2 separate regions of the Hordeum vulgare genome follow, and region 1 is linked to region 2. The links are chromatin contacts, called in public Hi-C maps. All regions are on one chromosome and are shown on one strand. The core of a region is the stretch at or near the end of the contact, and the rest is flanking DNA. Distances in the headings are between cores, read along the strand shown. Region 1 has its middle 110 kb from the start of LOC123407100. Region 2 overlaps LOC123408775 (organelle RRM domain-containing protein 2, mitochondrial-like).

Region 1 (3,301 bases), core at 684-3,183, 510 kb after region 2:
CGCCCCGTCGCTCTCCCCTTCCATCCCTCCCTTTTTCTGGCCTGTCGCCCTATCCAGAGGGTGAGCGGCAGCAGTCCTCGCCGCCGGCGCAGCAGCCCCATCAGTGTCCAGCTCCAGCGACCCGATGGATCCCCCGAACGTCCTGCCTGCCGGCGCATCAGACGGTCTCGGCGATAGCGGGTGGAGCTCACCCGAGATCGCCTCCTCAGACGCCGTAACGGCCGATTCGGAGGCAACATAGTTCAGCAATCCATTTGGAAACTCTTCTGATCTGCCACGCTGGCAGATAGAGTACCTCGAGACGGGGAGGAGGATCATGAAAGGAGTCTAGCTACCAATCGAGGGAGAGGTCCCTGAGGTCTCGGAGCATTCCGATGGAGGAGACCAAAGCATCCTCTTGTTCCAACCTTGAGACACACAGTTATGCCTCTTGCGGAATGCCTCCACGAGAAGCAAATTTATGCCTGATAGAAAAAATAATGCATTTTTCGAGGGCTACTATCGTGTCTCTCGACTCCACAAAAAGTAAATATGTGTCTCTTACAGAAGAAAAAAAAGTTCAGTATTTTTGTGCAAAACACTTTTTTTGAAATGTCGAAACCTAGGGAAAACTAAAAGCATAAAAATATCATCTAAAACTCAAAAACGTGTGAAATAAAAAACTTCAAAGGAATGAACAATACAGACACGCGAAGACGAATGAGAACGCTAAATGACGGACCCTGAATCCATCAAAAATGACCCGTGCCGAGCTCCTTGGTGTGTCCTTGGTTAGCTGCTCCCGAAGTTTTAGGAAAACCTTATCCTTTTGCAAGGTTGATAAAGTTATACTCCCTCTGTACGGTAATATAGGTCGCTCGAGTAGCTGACCTATACTACGGTACAGAGGGAGTAGTTATGGACATGGCCCGACTGATCCATTTGGAGGAGGACATGGAACGGTCGATGGGCCAATTGACGTGCAGGCATGCATGTTAGCGTCGCCATCATAATTAACCATGCATATGTACGCACATGGATACGCCATGATGCGGTGCGTGCACGTGTATAAGGAAATCGAAGGTCGTTATGTGCGTACATGTCTCCTGCGTGCCTCCGCAAGTACATGTCTCCTGCGTGCCTCCGCAAGTCAAGCATCCTTGCATGTGCACTTCCAGCGACCATGTGATCGATCACAAGGCCAATGTTCTCATGTACTACTAGTACTTGAAATAAAATCAGCACAAATTCCGTTAAGCCCTCGTTTGGTTAAGGGGGATTGAGGAGGTTTTGAAAGAAAAATCTCCGGAAGGGTCAGAAACCCCACAGATCCTCGGACGTCCATTTGATAGAAGGGGTTTGCTTAGCCCAATTCCCCCCGTTCTCCTTCAATCCCTTCCTATACATGTGTTTCAAAACCCTCCTCGGAAAACTAGTGGAAGCAAAGCCCCGAAAATTTAAGAAGATTGGGTGGAACAAAGGGATTCACCCAATCCCTTGAAATCCCTCCCTCTCAAAATCTCCCAAATCCCCCTTAACCAAACGAGGCCTAAGAGAAATCAGCAGAATTTAACGATCATCAAATAGAATAAACCAAAGATGTGTGAATGTTGCAATGTATTCCCTCTATATCTAAATACTTATAGTTATGGAGAATTAATTAGTTTTCTTGAAAACTACAAGCATTTAGATGCAGATAGAGTATTTTCGTACTGGGTCTCAACATTTGTGATTTGCATTTTACAAAAATATCCCATCAAAATGGATTTGTTTTTTTTAATCATCAAAATGGATGAGACTGATACAGCAGGCAGCGGGGCAGGTTCCGGACTTGGCGCCACGGCCCATTATTATCCCTATAAAAATTGCAAGCCTTTACTCTATGTTCTATATCAGAGGTATACCAGGACAATGACATGTGGACCCGAGGAAACGTCTGGGCCGGATAGTCAGTGAGCCAAGGCCTGATCAGGAGCTGGTTATATTTGATTCTCCTTGTCCTTCTCCTTTCATGTTTGCTGGTGTCGGGGAGAGGAAGTCAAACAATCGATGAACTGACCAGGGTGGACAAGGGGACCAGGGGTAGTTCAGTCATTCCAATATGTGCTGAGTGACGCAGGGGCCATGGCACGGCAGCTGAGTTGAGCTCACGTCTCGAGGATGCTCAAAATTCATACAAATTCCACGCTTTTGCCTTTTCGTCATTGTTTCAAAAAATCAATCCTTGTGCAGGCTCAAGGGCAATTGAGACTAAATACCATAGGATGATGTAGGTAGGTTATAAGATTTATAAATATCATAATTTTTACTCGAAGTGCGAAAAGGAGCGATAACACGCGCTTAAAAAAGCATTATGAAGAAAGAAGATGGGTCATGTAGTGATAAAATAGTACAATTGTATAGCCAAGTTGGCTCTTCGATGAGAGTGATGAGCCAAAATGAATTTTCTTTGTTGCCGCGTCATTGTTGTTGTTGTGTTTTTATAAAATAAATTAGCATATTTATTTTTTAAATATAGGCGTATAAGATTTTAAAAAAATCACAGCTTTTCAAATTCAGCATTAAATAAATTTTTATATTTTATTTATTTAGCATTGTGGATGTCAATATTTTTTACTCCAAACATAGTCAAAGTTAAATAAATTTGACTTTTCAAGAAAAAATACATCTATATCTTGGAACCAGCGAGAATTTGATTTGGCTAGTGTGACAGGAGATGGCCTATGTTTCTATTTTATTTATAATGCAATGTTTTGATAGGTCTTTCGTGGTGTGATTTTGTGTTATGTGCTAATTCATCGATATTTGCGTCGAAATTTTTTCCACGTCACTATCTACATATACTATTTTGGGATTACAATAATATATTTCTAGATGGCGAGGGGTGCACGAGATTGATGTATTATTATAAGTCGGTTGCTACCGATTAATTTTGGAAATAGTTGACCCAGTCAAAATCATAAATCCAATCCCAAATCGAATACCTCAATCGAATCAAAAAGCTCCAAAATTAAGGAGCATAGTGAATTAAAAGAATTGAATAGAAGAGCTTGTTGAGTAATTGTTGACTCGGTCAAAAACTAATGACCAAATTTTAATTGGAGACCTCGATTGATTGTGAGGCCTCCAATCCGAGGGAAATTAGTGATATAGTATATGATGTAAATTTGGAGATGTAAAATTAGGTGTTCTATAATTTACATCGTCAAAAAATACTTCCTACATCTCTAAAAAGACCCAACTCCAAGAGATGATGTAAAATGGTGATGTAAATTGGCAACTTCAATAGGTGATGTAAAACTGAAGATGCAAAACTGGCCAC
Region 2 (3,105 bases), core at 33-2,532:
GAACTGTTTGTCCTCTTAGTTCTGGAGTAGCCTGACTACCTTCAGGGAATCAGGATACTGCAATTCAAAGTTGGTTCTTCCTAAAAATTATGTTCAATGCATAATTACATAGGAAGAGTATTCAGATACTACATGCATGATCAGTGGATTACCTCGATTCTAGGTGGGTTGGAAACAGTTCTGGAAAGACCATTTAGAAAACAAAACACATATTGCACCATTAATAAAAAAACTAGTCCAACTGGGGATGAGCCCCGTATCGTCCATGTGGGTGAGATACTGACCGGATTTGAACCCTGGTCATGAGGGATGCGCCGGTGCGGCCCTATCACTGGGCTATTGTTGCCCAGTTCTCGCATATTACTTCGACATTCTTAAATTACTGTGTACTGCAACAAGATATATATATATATATATATATATATATATATATAATATTAAGGGATTAAATTGTCTCAAAGGTATTGCGGGGATCCATGGCTCTCTTGACATATTACTTCGACATTCTTAAATTACTGTGTACTGCAACAAGATATATATATATATATATATATATATATATATATATATATATATATATATATATATATATAATATTAAGGGATTAAATTGTCTCAAAGGTATTGCGGGGATCCATGGCTCTCTTGACCTGTTGCATAAAGCATTGCTATATTGTTTGTATTATTAACAACATGGGGAGTAATTTGTGTTTCTTCAAGTTTTGACACAGCTTAATTTTTGTGCAGTTTCTGGATGGATGGGTTATTTTTGCTGAATATGCCAGACCCAGACCACCGCCTCAGATGGGAGGGGCAACTCCGCAGCCACAACAATCTTGGGGCTCTCCTTCTGGTTCATGGGGCTCGCAGTAGATGAAGGGACAATCATTCTATTCTATCTGGCTGTGCGTCTGACAGCGTATCAACCAGCCATCGCATTCTACATTTAGATTATAGCCACATCGTTTTGTCCCAGGTGTGAACACCGTTGCCTGATCCAATATTCTCGTCGTGTTGGACCGGTCGTTTACGGCCTCCACATGGAGAAGCACTTGTGGAACCTTATATGGACCAAGCAGGTATTACTGTCAGCATGCAACAGCTTGGGACCATTGCTAATAATGTCTTGTTCCTGTGGGTGTCCTTGTTATGTCAAGAATGTCCCTTTTATTTGAATTCGTCTCGTAAGCCTTATCAGCTGCTGATGGCATGTGCTGCTCTTGTACTGCTGGATAATGACTTGTAGCTTGGATGAAGAACACGTTTGCAAGCGAATCTCGAACTGAATTCCCCTTGATCTAATCCGTTCAGGTGATGGCGACAGGGATCTGTGCAGCGCATGCGTCTGTGTACCGCGTGCCTGTTCCTGATTTGGATTTTGTTTTTGCCAGCTTATGGTCTTATCTGAACTATCATCTATCATCTGTACCATGAACCTTGTGTTTCCTGCTACTGTCTGCGCTTTTTACCGTATGCACGTATGTCATCTGCTGTTACTGTCATCGGTACACTGGTACAGTATCTACCTACGGTTGGCAGTTGCTGATGATACGAGGATGCCGGTTACCGACATGGTGCTCTCTTCTAGCTGTGCATTCCAGTCAGAGTTAATGGCATTGAGTGTGACGTCCATGAACCACAAGCTGCTTGCCCGGAAACTTGCCTGCTCGCGCCGGCCAACGACCGCCTGCATCGTCAACAGCGCCAATGCCGACGCCGCCGCGTGCTCTCGTGGCATCATAATATCTGTTCCACCTGTAGAGGGCATCGTCTACTGTATCTGCGGCGGCTGTTAATCCCTTCCAAAGTTTTAGGGGGAAATCCCCCGGGAAGCGGAATCTGTCGTCGCCGTCGGCATGTCGCGGTGTCGTGCGTCACGCCGGGAGGATCGCGTTGAGCTCGAGGGCCTTTTACTGCGCGGGCAATGGCAGCCTCAGGGGCTCCTTTCAGACGGAGGAGATGGCGAGAGGTGCCCTGGGATGCAGGGAAGCCGCCGCGTCGCGCCACGTTGGCAGCCTCCTTGCGGTTTATCCAGGCTATCTGACCCGTCTAATCCAATCCAATCTATCCGTTTATTGTGTGTGCGCGCGTATCCGGTGTCTCCATTAAATGGACTTGATTGTGCCAACAGTGAGTCAGTGACTTCAACCAAACTCAAATGTTTCTTTTTAAATTTCTGGAATAAAAGGTCTTTATTTTGTGCCACAGCAATGGATAGGCGGTAATAGAGTGCGTTTTTTTGTCCAAAATTACATACGTGTCCGACTTTTCGGAGTCTAGAATGTGCAACTTTGACTAATTTTACTTGCAGCATACCTTAAAACAGTAATGTTATACAGTGTAACAAAAAATAATCATAAGAAAAATAATCCACGACACTTATTTTCTGAAAATATTAGCTTAGAATCTAATCCACGAGTAAACAGATCATTCACAGTATATATGCAACTCATATCGATAACTAAGCATGTCAGCACGTATGTAGCATAGAACCGAATAATCTATCAATAAAACATATATGGCTAGCACATGAGTGGACAAGTAGGGGATTGACAAATTATACCGTGTGGTAGGCCAGACTAAGGCCGTTGCGTACGCTACGGCTTCAATCTCTTCCACGGCCTTCTTCTTGGCATCGTGGTTTTTGGCCATGAATCGATGCAACGGAAGTAGTCAAAACTGAGGAGGACACAGACGGATCAAGAGCAGTCATGCCGAGACGCTCCCTAAAAACCTTATCACCCTTCTCCCAGGCAGGATCTCGAATGAAGGGGTTCCGAAGGCACTTTTCTCCCGACCAATCGTGCACACGCGGTCGTCGGGATGGGATCGTGGAGGCAACACAGTGGAAGAATAATTGGAACTAGGGTTGCGTAAGGAGGGAACAAGTGTGTTAGCTGCACTGGCCAACACCTTCATATATTGTCCGTCGGGTAGATGGGCCTGGGCTTAGCCCACAACCAAGTCCGCTAACATCCCGCGGTCCAACGCCTCAGACAGTGACACCTCCATTAGGGAATCGTTAATTAATCTGATATTAATTAACCATTTTTGACCGATAAAAATAAAAGCGTATATGTGTGAGCTCGGCTTGGCTCATTCCCGC

What was found. Hi-C and Micro-C count contacts between places; a contact is called where the count stands out from the background.
Region 1: a Hi-C map of seedling shows a contact between it and region 2, with 2.9 times the contacts expected there. The contact joins two enhancer-like sites. A contact is called at or near these places in 3 of 6 Hi-C or Micro-C datasets (leaf and seedling).

What each region holds. Positions count from the first base shown.
Region 1 is chr7H:401,910,363-401,913,663 of MorexV3_pseudomolecules_assembly, forward strand. No RefSeq gene overlaps it. Among protein-coding and RNA genes, the nearest start is that of LOC123407100, 110 kb to the right of the region's middle. Within about 2 kb of position 1,934, at least 3 of the 3 cell types and tissues checked have open chromatin away from gene starts, as enhancers often do. A contact at or near this core is called in leaf and seedling, where this site is marked.
Region 2 is chr7H:401,400,344-401,403,448 of MorexV3_pseudomolecules_assembly, forward strand. LOC123408775 (organelle RRM domain-containing protein 2, mitochondrial-like) reads left to right here. Exons shown (of 4, transcript XM_045101819.1): 4 at 747-1,274. The coding sequence ends at 872. Among protein-coding and RNA genes, the nearest start is that of LOC123408775, 13 kb to the left of the region's middle. Within about 2 kb of position 1,283, at least 3 of the 3 cell types and tissues checked have open chromatin away from gene starts, as enhancers often do. A contact at or near this core is called in leaf and seedling, where this site is marked.